2 separate regions of the Thunnus thynnus genome follow, and region 1 is linked to region 2. A link is a contact called in public Hi-C data. All regions are on one chromosome and are shown on one strand. The core of a region is the stretch at or near the end of the contact, and the rest is flanking DNA. Distances in the headings are between cores, read along the strand shown.

Region 1 (7,595 bases), core at 495-2,994, 140 kb before region 2:
TTACACAAGATAAGAGATACTTTTATGTCTCAGTGCGCTTACATCGATCAAGCTAAGTCAATTTGTGTCTCAAATGGTTTTGAACATTGAAATGGACTCACTTACACCATCATGGACTCCAAGCAGCTACTCAGCATCTGGATCCATTCTGTAGGAATTCAGGTGTATTGGACCAGATCTGTTTACACAAGGGAAGGTTTATGAAATATCATCAACAGAATGACTGAGAAGAGGGACAATCCAGCACCTCTTGTGTTTATATATTTTCTAATTAATAATTAGTGAATTGGTCAAGAAAGCAGAGACTGTTGCAGCCAAGGAAAGAAAGCATGCTTGCCAGTAACCTGAGTGCTGGTGAGGTAGAGCCCAAAGCAGAGCAGTGGTGGAAGAAGACTGTCACTTGATAAAGAGCTGGAAAAGACATTATTAGACATCAACAAGTTGACATGAAGTCCTACCCACATTCAAATTACACTGCTGATTAGAAAAATAGTGAAAAAATAGTGAAAACTTAGTACATGTATGTGAAGAGTTATATTCCTAAAAGCAGTATACTCACTTGAAGGCAACAACCATTTGCAACCTCACATCTGAGCCCATCCTCACAGTGTTACTTTTATAACTGAGTTGTTAATCTACTCAGTAGATATGAGTTTCATTCCAAAATATCCTCAGCCTTTCTGCCTCAAGTTTCAGTACTCAGCTGCAATATCTCAGGATAATTGATAAACTGCACTCATTATTGCAGCCTGCCTGCCAGCTGAAGTGGTTGGAGGGGCACCCCATATTTGTCTGCTTAGCATTTATTTCCTCACGATAAAAGTGGGTGTGGTTGATGATGTCATTTGTCAAAGCTTGTATTTTGAGCTGTTTTTTGAGTTCTACCAAAATATTAAATAGCATTGTCAATTTTGGTTTCAACGTAGTTAAGAAAGCAGTAATAACATATTTGCATGCTAAAATCAGGTGTCAATTCATTTTTTCAAAATGCTGGATCTGTTGACATATGGAATAGTTTCTGTTTGTACAAAGTAGCAGTTTCAATGTGTTTCATGTGGGATTTGTCTTTATGTTGGGTTTAGTTTCACTTACTGTGATACCACATGTATGATCAGCATACAGCAATTACCACACATACAACAGGTCACGTGGATAACAATCTTGGTTGAATGTCACTGTTGAATGCAAAACAGTGAGAGAACTCAACTCTGTTGATGTGTAGTATGATTATTTTCTTCTTTTCTACAAAAGAAGTCCTTTGACAGTGAAATGGTGTGGGGGTTGATTGGATAAGTGATAGGAGTCATATGATGTAGCAAAAGTATATCCTTGTGTTAGGCCCTGTGTTGTTCATCGTTTCAATGTGAGTCAGTTCTACTGTCACCAGTATAGGAGCCACCAGAAATTCCATTATTCCAAATTAAATATGTAACATGCAAAAATACTAACAAAGTGATATTGACATTTAACATTTTTATATTAAATTATTTATTTCTACAATACATGCAGGGTAACTACTGTGCGGTTAAGGTGTGGTTAAGGTTAAGGACCATATTATGGTTATGGTAAATGGTTTAGGTATGGGTACCGACTAAGACACTTGGTTGGGGGTTAGACAGAGCTGTTATATGTGGTTACGGTTTTAAAAAACCAAAACGGAATAGTTCACTATGAACATAAATCCTGGGCTGGTGTAGTACCCCAGCCTAATTATCCACAGTATTAGTACAATATCAACAGATTAACAAACAAAATGAATCGTATGGTAAAACAGGTGACCCATTTACATAGAGCATGTGTGTTGTCTTTAAACTAAAAGGAAGGTGTGTGCTGATTCTCTGGTAGTATTTCTTAAATAGCAGATGAATGAGAATGACGTCTCTTCTCCACATTGATGTCAAACACATCTTTATGCTGATGATATGGTTTTATTTGTTTTATTTGTTGCTGATCATGTTCATGCAATTCAAGATGCTCTTTTTCATATTCATACATCAATTGTCATAGAGTCATTTATTGACATGATACTACCATTATAATAAGGTTTGTTGGTCTATCTGAGAGATGAATGGACATTAATCATTTATTTAAAGCTGTTATCAGAAAAATTCTAACTTTGCTGCAATACTTGCATTGCACAACACTAGGGGAAGTAGAGCAAGCAAAACAGAAACAATTCTCATCTCAGCCGTTCCTCATGTATCATCCCGTCCCTACACCCAGCAGGCCTCGACAACAGATGGCACAGAAACAAGATACAAGTGAAGATAAAGGAAAGCAAGACAAAGTACAGGAAAAGTTCATCAGCGTACGTTTCATCATGTTGATTGCAAAGCTCACCAGCCAGCAAAGCAACTGCTAAGGCTCGAGCAAAACCACAGAGCAGAACATTTTCTCACAGTGAACAAAACACAATACGGTACTTCTTGATCTTAAGTTTCACTTTTACAATAAAACATATTTTTCCTAAAGCGCATTACCTTATCTGTTACATAATAGTCTATGACAATTGGGACAAAAAAAGTAACCAATTGTTGTGTTGTGATTGTTTTAAAGGAAGAAGTTAACACAATGTAGCTACACCTCTGAAACCTGGCAGATATAGTAGCATATAAACAGATAATTATGTAAATAATATAAATGTAATGTCCAGAAATTAATTAGAGTTAAATTAATTGAATAACGTTATCTGCATTTCTTTTGAGTTTCTCTTTTGAATTAAAGCATCTAAGTTCAGTTACCAACTGTAGGAAGATATGGAGAAAGAGAAAAAGGACATAAAAAAAGAGGTACAGGTGGGGGGAAAGGAGACATAACACAGAACAATACATGAGATGATTACAAAGATACAATTCCATGCCATCATGTTCATAAAATGAAAAAAACTTAGTTTGGAAAAGCTTAAAATATGAATCCATTAATATAATAATATCATCTTACATAATAAGAAATGAAGTATCCTAAGAAGTATCCTAAGACAAAAAACCATCATGGGGCACAGACTGCTGTCTCTGCAAGTTTTGTAGTGATTATTTTCAGCCTCTAGAGGACAGTGTAGTCCAAGGTAAAGAGGTGATTGTAAAGGAAGTTAGATGGGCTGTACACCAAATATGAATATTGACAGACGCAACAAAAGATAATCAATTAATCTTTTATTTAAATATTGTTCTCTGTCAGTTAAATATAGTGCAAGAATGTCAGTGTGGAAATGATTTAATTGGCAGTTAAGGGAAGCTCAGTAAGACAGAACTTGATGCTGTCAGACCTGTAAGTATATATGCACATAGTATATATTTTATTTTACTGGTGAATAATAAAGTATTTATTATGGAGTGGAGGACTTACTGAAGCAACCACATGACAAGTAGAGAAAACATCACACAGACTGTTGTCATAACAACATATTGCAATGAACACAAAGTACCATCTGGTATGAGAGTTTTAAGACACATCGAGAGGACGAGCCGATAGATAATTATTTCCCAGGAATAAGAATGAGACAGAATGAGCAGACTCCATATGAACGCTGTACTGAAAATATAGCAAAAAAAAAAAAAAAAAAAATCATCAGCATCAAAGCGAACCAACTTTCAAAACTGCATTATCAAAACAAACATGACAAATCAATATGACCTTTTGTGGAGGTCAAGTGGACAGTGGAGTGCAGTCACAAGGCAAAAGAGGAAATGCAGGATATGGGAAAGTGTGATTTTTAGTTTCCATTTCATAAGAATTCTATAGTGGCAATGGAAAACACCGTATAGGAGATAAGGGGAAGAAGTTTTGATTGGACAATGTTCTTTGGGGCAAATGTCCTCCTAATTCATAGTTGTTACCAATTCACACACACATTAATCACACACATTAATCTGTATTCAATCCGGGTCCAGACTGACCTTGAGTGTTTCACCTGAGGTATGCGCTCTGCATCCATTAAGTCGGCGTGGTGTAAAACCATCTCACAGCATCAGCGTGAAGTGTCTATTACCGCCGTCTTATTTCCTGTTTATATGGCAACTGCCTCAACATCCTGTTTTTAATTACTTCTCTCCAGCAGCAGATGCTTCTCACAGCAACCTGCTGTGGATTACTCCCCTGAGAACTAATGTGCTGTGACAGACCCCACTTTTCCAATCAATAACTCGCCCTAAATCTGCCATCTCTCTGCCTGCCAAACACACTCCCACTTCTAATGGCACATCATTTTCTTTAAGGGGGTGTAATTGCAGACAGTGGAAAGCTGTAGCCCTTTGTGTTCCGACTACGTAGATACTGTAAAGGAATCTAAAGTACAGAAACTACTACCACACACAGTCAACACAGGAAGTGATGGGGGCTTTAGTCTGTGTTCAGTCTCGCCACCATTTCCAGCGCATTACCCTTTAAGAAAGCATTCACTTCCCCATTTTGGCTGTTAGACCAGAGTGCTCAGATAAATCGCTGTGCCGCTTCATAAACCTGTTGGCACAAGCTTGTCAACATGTTTGTGTGATTTCTGTGGTAAGTGCAGTCTTTTATTGTCCAGGCAAGGCTACCTGATCTCTTTGACTTTTAAGATGGAGAAAACAAGTCATTTTGGCAGAGTAGTGTTTTATAGGCTATTTGCTTTATGTGTGCTTTGGGGTAGTTTTGGTTTCAGTCACCTAATTTGCATTATTCTGTAGCTTTACAGTAATTGGTATTACTGGTATTGATTACAATCGAAATTCTCAAAATACACAGTGCAGTGGGTACACTGGAAAAAAATTATTACTTAAAAGTATTCAACACAGACGTCACATGATTTCTTATCAAGACACACCATCAGGGGGCAAGAAATATCACTTCCACTTCCATTTTGTACCTTTACCACAGATTACACAGATTGTCATTCTTTCTACAATGTAATTCATATGCTGCATATATTTACTATTTGTCTGCTTGTTTGTGTAATATTTAATTATGGAATGACACATCTAGACAGACAAGGTCCCTTCATCTTATTGTGTCTTTCATAGCGCAGCTGCGCAGCTTTTAAAAATAAGTATTCAAATGATCAAGCAGCAGGTTCTCCAAACTGTAACACAGGCATGTACATATTTAGAAGCAGCCTTTGATTATTTCAACTCCCGATTTTCTGTACAAAATCATTTTTCATGTCACATTCACCGTTTTATGGAGTTTTATCATTGTGCTTCTGTTCTTTTCATTTTTAATTTTTTTCTGTAGATTTCAAACTCGTGGACTAATGAGAGATTATTTCTACATAATGTTCAAAAGTAAGGTGCTTTATTTCCTCCTCAGATCTTTTGGGACTTCAAACTTAAAATCTGACAAACTATTTTAGTCAAAGTTGCGATCAAAGAACACATCTGTTTCCGCTTTTCTGTAGTATTTTTGTAACTGATAGCAGGTTATAGAATTACTCAGTTTAGATTTTATTAATTTTATATGTATTGCCTTCCACATAGACATCAAAATTCATTTTTTCTTATTAGGACCTTGCTAGAAACACATGACCTTTCAACATAAGTGAATTAATTGGACTTCAACTCAAATCATGAAAACAAATGGCCCATAAATAGCAAAAAATTACGATAAAGGAATTGTTTAATGATAACAAACACCAGTGCTATGTTAGGCCACATACTGTTACTCACTAAACAATGTTTTTTTTCTGCTGAATTCTTTAAATTTCAGTATGAAGCTGGATCTAAACTCGTCCAACATGTCTGTGGTGTCTGCTGCTGTGAGGCCAGAGCAGGGCCCGGTGGAGTACCGCATGGCAAGCCTGATCTTCTACTGCTTCGTCTTCATCATAGGAGTCATAGTCAATCTCACTGCTTTATGGGTGTTTGCCCTCACCACCAAGAAGAGGAACTCAGTCACTGTCTACATGATAAACGTGGCGGTGGTCGACCTTACCTTCATCCTGCTGCTTCCTTTCAGGATGGTTTATCACCACCATGACTACTGGCCCTTTGGAGATCTTTTTTGCCGGATCAGTGCAGCTCTCACCATCTTCTACCCCTGCATGGCCCTGTGGCTGTTTGCTCTGATCAGTGCTGACCGCTACATGGCCATCGTCCAGCCAAAGCACGGCAAGGAGCTGAGGAATGTCCCCAAGGCCGTGGTGGCGAGTCTTGGGGTTTGGTTCATGACTCTGGGAAGCACTCTACCACTGCTCTTCCTTGACCACGACCCTGATCGCATCTCCAACTCCACCACCTGCGTCAAAATGCAAGACATCATCTACCTGCGCCATGACAACCTTGTCAACTTTGTGCGGCTCATCTTCTTCTTCCTGGTCCCCATATGTATAATGATTGGCTGCTATATTGTCATTATAGATAATCTGATCCACGGCCGCACCTCTAAACTCAAACCTAAAGTGAAGCAGAAGTCCATACGGATTATAATCACACTCATTATCCAGGTGTTGGTGTGTTTTGTGCCTTTCCATATCTGTTTAGTGCTACGTTTGCTAGGGAATGGAGAAGACGGGGGGTTTAGCACATGGGCAGTCTTCACCACATTTCTGATGAACCTGAGCACAGTCTTAGATATCATTCTGTACTACATCGTCTCCAAGCAGTTCCAGGACAGGGTGATGAGCGTGATTCTGTACAGGAACTATCTGCGAAGTGTGAGACGGAAGAGCAGGCACACACACACGGGTAGCGTCCGATCAATGAGCAACTTGACCAGCGCAATGATATGAAACAGCCATCATTTCCATGTCAAACAGCACGCCGATATGTACTGTGTACGCTTTGGAACAATGTAACACTGAATGCTTCACTGTGTACATGGTTCATTATCAAAAGGATCAAAACTAGCAATTAATTTCCAAGGTGTAATTTACACTCACAGTATGGGTGTGCTGCTGTTATGGCAAAAACATCTGTGTTCAGAGATGATTGACTCACCCATGAGACTTGAAATGTTTTCTGTGCATCTTTGCTCTGGCAGACAAAGCGAGAGTATCTGTGGCTCAGGTGTAACACATGTAGGCGAAAATAAAGCTCACAATCATTTAAAACATAGCCCACAGTATCTTGGTGATGTTATTATGTGTTAAACATCGCCTTCTCTCTACGTCAACCAAGAACTGTAAAGGGCTTGACATCCCCCACAGGGGCATATCTACAGGAAATGATGGTTGGTTGTTCAGGGTTGCAGGTTGGCGGCTGCACTATATTTGTAACCTGTGCTGCAACCAGTGTTGCATCATGACTGAGTAAATAGAACCATCAATGCTTCATGACGTCATGCATTTGACATGCAAAGAAACTAAGTTTGTTTGACTGTTGTCACTTCATCTTGTCATTTTTGTGGAGTGGAGGCTAAGCCTAACCACTTGATACAGGACATAATTAGAACTACATCCCAAGTGTCCTGAAAGTTGCTGTAAATTTAATGACCAGGTGATGGCAGCATGGCACAACTATATCCCATCCACCTGCCACAGCAAGAGAAACAGTGCTTTCTATAGTTTTAAGGTGGATGTGCAAGGTTTTTGTTTATGTGCTTATCATTTTCCTTTTTCTTTTTCTTTTTTTAATGCATTTAATAATATTTCATCTGGCTTTACAACAACAAATATTTTGGCTTTT
Region 2 (7,081 bases), core at 293-2,792:
AAAAATCTAGTAACAATAATAATTATATTTTCTAAATTATAAAGCAAAAAAAGTTACAGATTGGTTTCCAGTTAAACAAGGATAAAACACTGAGGTTAAAATATGACATGATAATTTAAACAAATACAACATCTAGTAATTTAGGATCAAATTTAGTTTTGAGGAAGGATTTATAAAGATTTTCCACGAGACCCTCAGTCAGGGGAGTTTCACAGCTGAGAGACCCGGACAAAAAAAAGGCCCTAGTCACACTCATAAACCCTGACAACGAGTGCAGAGTGGATGTGATATTTTTGTGTAAGAACGGTCACATTTTATACACTGTATCCCCAGTTTTCTTTATAGTTTTTAAGTTTCACATATGACTCTATCTAAGCTCAGAGATACTCATGCTTAAATCGTGTCCAGTCAAGCCTAAAGTAGGTGCGGTTACAATATTTGAATAATAGGGCAATAATTACCACATCCATGCCATGCTTCCAGTTCCAGCCTGTTGCACTGGCACTATACTGTTGACATGGGGTAATACTTCATACACCTGTGTGGGAAAGAAACAAAACCCTGACAAGTCAATTCTGTTTTGTTAAGCTGAGCTATAATGCTGCTGTCAGTGTGATCTCAAGAGGGCTGGAGATTGGATTACCCATTCTTTTTCATTGCTGAGCCAAATATCTAGAGTATACCCAAGGATCTAAAGAACAAATAAAGGCAGATAAAAACATCATATGTCAAAGTTCCTACAAGGTCACAACAAAAATGTGAGCAGGGAGTGAAAACAAATCCAGGTTTGGTTAAAGATGAATTTACTGTAGGACAAACCAAAGACAACTGCAGAGAAGTTGAGTACAGATCATCATTGCTGAATGACAGTATGACACACAATGTGTTTAAATGAAATGCTGAGCTATTTTGATGGAAACATCCACTGCCAGTATATGTGTGCAGGCTTCACTGCTGGCTCAGGAATGTTGGCATCAAGTATGCAGTCCTGACAGACAGCTGCACTGCAGTGGCGTTTTTAACATGCCAGACCAGGACCAGAGCGTGCTAGAGGCTCTAAAAAAAATCAGAAACTGCATCATTAATGAAAGAGAAATTGTACTAACTTGATTCAATGTGGTGCAAAGTGAGAAACAGAGAAATAATCAGTTCAATACATTTTTCCAAATAGGTCCTTTGGTCAAAATTTGCCTTAACTCCAATATGTATTTATTTTTCTTTTAGGTTTAGACATGACCAGTTTAAACAGATCACAAGTCATGTGAAAGTTTAAGAAGGCACACAGCATGTTCAACATGACCCTGCAATAGTGCACTGATTACACCAGTGACTCACTTTTTTTTCTGAGTCTGTGAATAAACTATAAACTGCTCTTTTACGGACACAAACACCTTCATCTTCCTCAATTGCTCTTTTATCCCCTCTACCTTCAGCCATTTCTCCTCATCACACAACCACAGTATTCATTACACTAGGTGTATCCCGATCGCCTGCTTGTCCTGTTTATTTTGTACATGTTCAGCCCCGCCCTGCAGACGCGCTGATATCACGCAGTTGCGTAATTTGACAAGCCAGCGCAAAATTGAGAGAATGAACGTTTGACAGCTGCCGCTTTGCTCGTACAGATTGTTTCGAAACAAAACAATACCTATGCTTCATTTATTTTTTTTAAGAGATTAGGACCGTAGCTCCGCTTTTATGGCCGCTGCCGTGAGGAATAATGTTTGGGTTGCCCCGGGGCAGGACGCGCAGTTTCTCCATAAAACCGCACCACTGACAGCCGACGGTCTGAGAGGTGTAGATCATGGACAAGTGCTCTGTAACACGAGGGATGCCATCCCGGAAACTTCCTCTTTTCATGACAACAATCTGGTAGGAGATTACATTTTTTTTCCTTTCGCGTCTGTCAGAGCATCACAGTGTTTACTGATGCCCTTATGGTGTAGGAAGATGTTGCTGATCAAAGCAAAACAGGCTGTTTTCATTAAAGATGTAGGCCTAATATCGAAGGAAGGCTTATGATGTTCATTTGTTATAATATTCACGGCTACTGAGCCAACTCGTGACTGAAATTGTGAGCTTTGAATGTCTGTGTTGATGCTGACATTCACTGACCGAGCTGAATCGCACGCCGGGCATGGCTGCGATGTGAAACGTTGCACCCGTCCCCGAAACTTGCGCGGAGGATGCATAGCGCTGCAGAGCAACTGGATGTTCTAATTTCAGCCGTGTATTTCCAAACAGCTTAGGCTGGAGCTTTTTCAGAAGGGCGTCTGCTGCTTGTAAAGGGGGGGGAGGGAGGTGGTGGTGGTGGTGGAGGGAGTTGGTTAGTGGTGTCTTTGATGTGGCAGTGTGTGTGTGTGCGTGTGTGTGTACACAAGCGCAGGCCCCAAATGCATCCCCAAATTGATTCACACCAGTTAGTTTTGTTATTTTGTCAGTCGTACGACGCTTCAGCATCAGTGGAGGCTGGTATGTAGGTTTGTTCACGCTTTTGCATTTGTCAGCTGGTCTTTTTTTAGGGGGCTGGAATTAATATTCTTTACAAAGAGAGTCAGTGAGGCATTAAAGTCAGTGCTGATTTTACTGCTTTTGCAGTATCAAGTTTTAAAGGAGGCTCTGTGAGCTAAAATCAATTAGTGGACACCTGTGTTTTTCTAATACCACTGCATTTGGATGATCCGACAAAACTTTATATACCAACATGAAGTTTGATAATTTCCTTCTCTTTTGCATTTCAGGGTAAACCAGAGATGGACAACTACTTGTCTCAGCATCCGCAGGAGACGTTAAATTCCAAAATGTTGTGCAGGGACAGCGCTCTGATGCTAGAGCCGCCTTTCACCGAAGACTTTGCCTCTCCTTACAGCGTCAACATGAGTCTGCTCCTTCCTGACGTCACATACCTGCACCCTGGCCTCTGTAGGACTATGAGACAGATCAAAACAGAGCCCTCCCACACTCTGATGCACCCCACCTGTCAGGGCAACGCAGTGCCGCCGACGCTAACAGAGTACCCAGGGGTTTATAGTACAGCAGATACAGCTAGCGGCAACTTTTTCGTCAAACAGGAAGTGCCAGATTTCCAGGATGTTCCCCTGTTTCAGCTTTTGAACTCTGATTTGGAGCAGATCGTTCACGGGTCACAGCTGAACTCCATCCCCATGGCACCGCTAAATCTTCCTATTGGGAATGTCCATGTAGGCCCAGTGCAGAATAACGCTAAACCTGCAAGCGGTCTACAGAACGAGTGTTTTCCATTCAATCGACACTTAGGCCATCAGCAAAGACCGACCTACTTGCCACCTTCTCCGCCAAGCTCTGAGCCCCCAAGTCCAGAAAGGGGGAAGGAGCTCCTTCACAATCTCTCGCCGCCTCCCTCCTACGAAGCCAGCATTGCATCTAAGTTAACTTTTCAGACCCATAATCCCATTGATCCAGGACAGACCTCTAGTGTCGCTCCGATCCAAAGCCCGGACCGGAATTCCAGTGTGGGATTAGTCCAGAGCCCAGGTCCTGGACCAGCCCAGCTTTCAAGCCTGACACCAGTTCAGACGTCGCCAGGTGTTGGCCCACTGTCCCCAGTGTTGGCCCAGTCGGCTCCGCTGAAGTACAACCGAAGGAATAATCCTGATCTGGAGAGAAGACGGATTCACCACTGTGATGTCCCAGGTGAGTCTTTTCACCAGTTTGCACAACAATAAAGTTGTCTGCAACACCATAAAGCTGTTTCTGTTTCAACACTTCCTGTATCATTCACATTATTATCATTGATCTTAATGTCTTTTCTTTTAGGGTGCAAGAAAGTGTACACCAAGTCTTCTCATCTAAAAGCCCACCTACGCACCCACACAGGTAAAATGTTTTGAGTTGCACTTTCTTATTTTGGGGTGAAAGTGTGATGTTGCCAGGCAGAAGAATGTACTTGGCATGCAGATGCAGTCTGTCTGCTGACAGACCTGGCCCACATCTCACTGCTGTCAAACCACATAAACCCTGCAGCTCTCATAAAGGGGGGTAGGGAGAAAGACAGGACACACTGTGATTTATGGCTCACAGTTGAGACTTGTCTCAGCTTTTTCATCATCAAAACTCATTCATTAGTCCGTTTTTAGAAAATATTCTGTACTTTTAAATAATGTGTTTGTGTCACTTTGCTTTTTTTTTCTTTGCTTTTTTTCTTGCTGAAGGAGAGAAACCGTATCAGTGCTCCTGGGAGGGATGTGAGTGGCGATTCGCTCGTTCTGATGAGCTGACTCGCCATTTCAGGAAACACACCGGGGCAAAGCCTTTCCAGTGCGGAGTGTGTAACCGCTGCTTCTCCCGCTCAGATCACCTGGCACTTCACATGAAGAGACACCAGAGCTAGAAACACACCCTCCTGCAAGTCAAGTCAATCTTTTTTTTTATTTTTGTGAATAAAAATGAAATGGTACTTACATATCAGCAAACAAACATATGAAAAACTGTGGATTATTCCACTTTCTCCCCAGTGGAGATATTCTTAGCAGTGCTGGCCCACAAGTACTTGTTTCTTTTATTGTAAAAAGATTAAATATTGCTGTTGCCTTATTTTATTTCCACTGTATGCCCCAATACTGGGGGACATTTGCAAAAGTGTCAGTCAAAAAAAATCATTAGCCAAATGTAATCATGAAATAATAATCTTTTTAAATCTGTATTTTTATTAGATTTTTGTTTTTCTGCTAAGTACATGAACAACTTTACAGGAAATATCCATATTTTCTTTTCAAGGTTGTCTTTGTACAGATCATATCAATACTGTGTCGTATGGGCATTCATTTAATTCACTTAAATAGCAAACTGACAAACAGTCAGAGCAGCAGTAGATCAAGTGTTGTCATGAACTGGAAGGTCAAAGGATATGTTGTTTTGGCCAGCAGGATCGATATTGTGTGTGTGTGTGTAATATAAAAAGAAACAAAGCAGTTAGTCAAAAGTTGTACAAGTTGTGGATGTCCCAAAAGACAAAGTAGGAGATTGTGAAGAAGGTCAATGCGGTGCTTACAGTATGACTTTAACACTGCCAGGGTTATTGGTTACTTTCCCACTGAGGAGAACTTTAATCAAAGCAAAACAAAATCTAAGTTTACTCATGATACTGACAGAAAAGGAAAATAATTGGTATAAGATATTAATTATATTAACATTATGAATGTTCTATATCTTAACTTTTACAGATTAACAAAGATATGGTCATTACGGAAAGTGTTACATGTCCTCTGGCAGGTGCAGTGATAAATACAAACGGTGCAGAAGCAACTGCTTTGTTGTTCTCTAAAACAGTTTCAGGACTTCTATGAATACTGCATGATTTTATTCAATTATTGAAAAGGTTTAACTCATTTTTTTTTCGGGCTTGTTTTGTCCCATGTGAACTTCAGCCACACAGCAATACGTCATTTTATAGTAGATGGTATAGAAGAGAACTGTTTATATAACTGCTCAAACTTAATTTACAACAATTTTGAGTACACAGCATTTCAACCATAGGTCAGAGTTATTTTCTCTCTCCTGGAAGTTATGATAGACGAGTCGAGACTTGTTCATCTTGACATTGTTTTGGTTGCATATCATGTTGGATATTTTGTTCCGCTCGTAACTGGATAACAGCATCATATCACTGATTATTTGTCTTCATAAGTGGTGTCTGTGAGTTTGGATTTTTTTTTAGAATTGGACTGAGCACCTGCCAGTCAGAACATCTGCGTACGGTTTCTTTGACTACAATCCATGTACTCAAACTCCTTTTGAAAGTGCCTTTAAATTTTTTTTTTTTTTTATTTTTTTTTTTGATGAATGGAAATCAAAGCTGTCCCCTTGGGACAATGTTCTTTTATCATGTACTCTGCTAAAATGATTCTGAGTTTTGGCTGCCCCTCCTTATTTCCACAATACAGCAATTTCTATTTATGACCAAATTTCTTAATAATTTGAGACTAGTTGAGCAAAATTGATTTTTGGAGTTTCTATATGTTTTTTCAAATATGTATATTTTGTATCAGCTGTTTAAGGAGACTTTATTTTTATTGTTTGGCAGAGCCTAAGAAAGATCAAACTATAGACTATTGTTACAGTCGACACTGTCATCACTTCCTTCAGCCAAGGTAGCAGCTCAATGGAGTGTGTGCCAGTGAATTATTGCAATAAACACAAATGTTTTGACATGGTTGACACATGGAAAATGTTATAATACTTTGTGTCATAGCTTCATAACATGAGGATGTAGCCTCACAGTGCAAATAAAGGTTTTGTGTTGAATATTTATTTTTGAATGTCTGATTTTTTAAAATATTGTTTTGTCACAAGAAGTAAATACAGAACTTCCGCAGTTTTTTTTTCTCCACATTAGCTGATTGTGTTTCCATATTGAACACCCCCACTTAAAAAATACATTCAGCTTTAGCTTTATATTTTATAATATATTAAGTATATAAAAAGGTCAGTGTAGGTGGTATGGTTGTGAATTAGGATTACCAGTAATAATGTGGAAAATAGATTTTGCGGTGGTGGTAATTTTTTTGTATATATTAATAGCTTTGATGTATGGATTATGCAAAGATGTAGAATTCAAAAAGTCTTCAGATGTCAGAGCCCATCAAGTTGCAGCAGTAATGACAGAGAGTTGAAATTACACTCAAAGATATTATGTATTATATTATGAGTAGATTTCTTCAGAAGAAAATAGATGCCAGTTATGGAAGAGGACTGTTTGCTTGATAAACAAGCATTTAAGAGGAGAAAACAAGAACAGAACAGATATTTACATGGAATATTTGTGAAAGCTGACAGATGAACATTTTACAATGTTAGATTAAATACGGATAAAGAGTTTATTCCTCCCTCCCATCTCTCGTCGTTACATCATCTTTGCAGATCAAGTTCTTTTAGGTTCTTTGGTTCTTGGAACTGCAACACATCATTTGACTGCAGCACCCTCAATGCAGCTGTTCTTATTGACAATTGTATGTCATCAAAATAAATCAAGATTTCTTTTTCTAGCAGAGGTGCTGACAAAAGGTGCCAAGAGAAGCTGTACAAAGCGGAGATGTCTGAGCTT

Evidence for each region. A called contact is a pair of places that touch in the nucleus more often than the background predicts.
Region 1: a contact with region 2 is called in a Hi-C map of muscle, with 7 times the contacts expected there. The contact joins the promoter of gpr18 here to the promoter of klf5b in region 2. A contact is called at or near these places in 2 of 3 Hi-C or Micro-C datasets (heart and muscle).

Annotation. Positions count from the first base shown.
Region 1 is chr11:24,499,626-24,507,220 of fThuThy2.1, reverse strand. It overlaps gpr18 (G protein-coupled receptor 18), which reads left to right and starts at 1,744. Exons shown (of 2, transcript XM_067604049.1): 1 at 1,744-4,500; 2 at 5,680-7,595. The coding sequence starts at 5,681. The coding sequence ends at 6,700. It overlaps gpr183a (G protein-coupled receptor 183a), which reads left to right. Exons shown (of 2, transcript XM_067604048.1): 2 at 1-1,627.
Region 2 is chr11:24,356,331-24,363,411 of fThuThy2.1, reverse strand. klf5b (Kruppel like factor 5b) reads left to right here and starts at 1,542. Exons shown (of 4, transcript XM_067604043.1): 1 at 1,542-1,872; 2 at 2,742-3,672; 3 at 3,796-3,855; 4 at 4,191-6,286. The coding sequence starts at 1,699. The coding sequence ends at 4,369.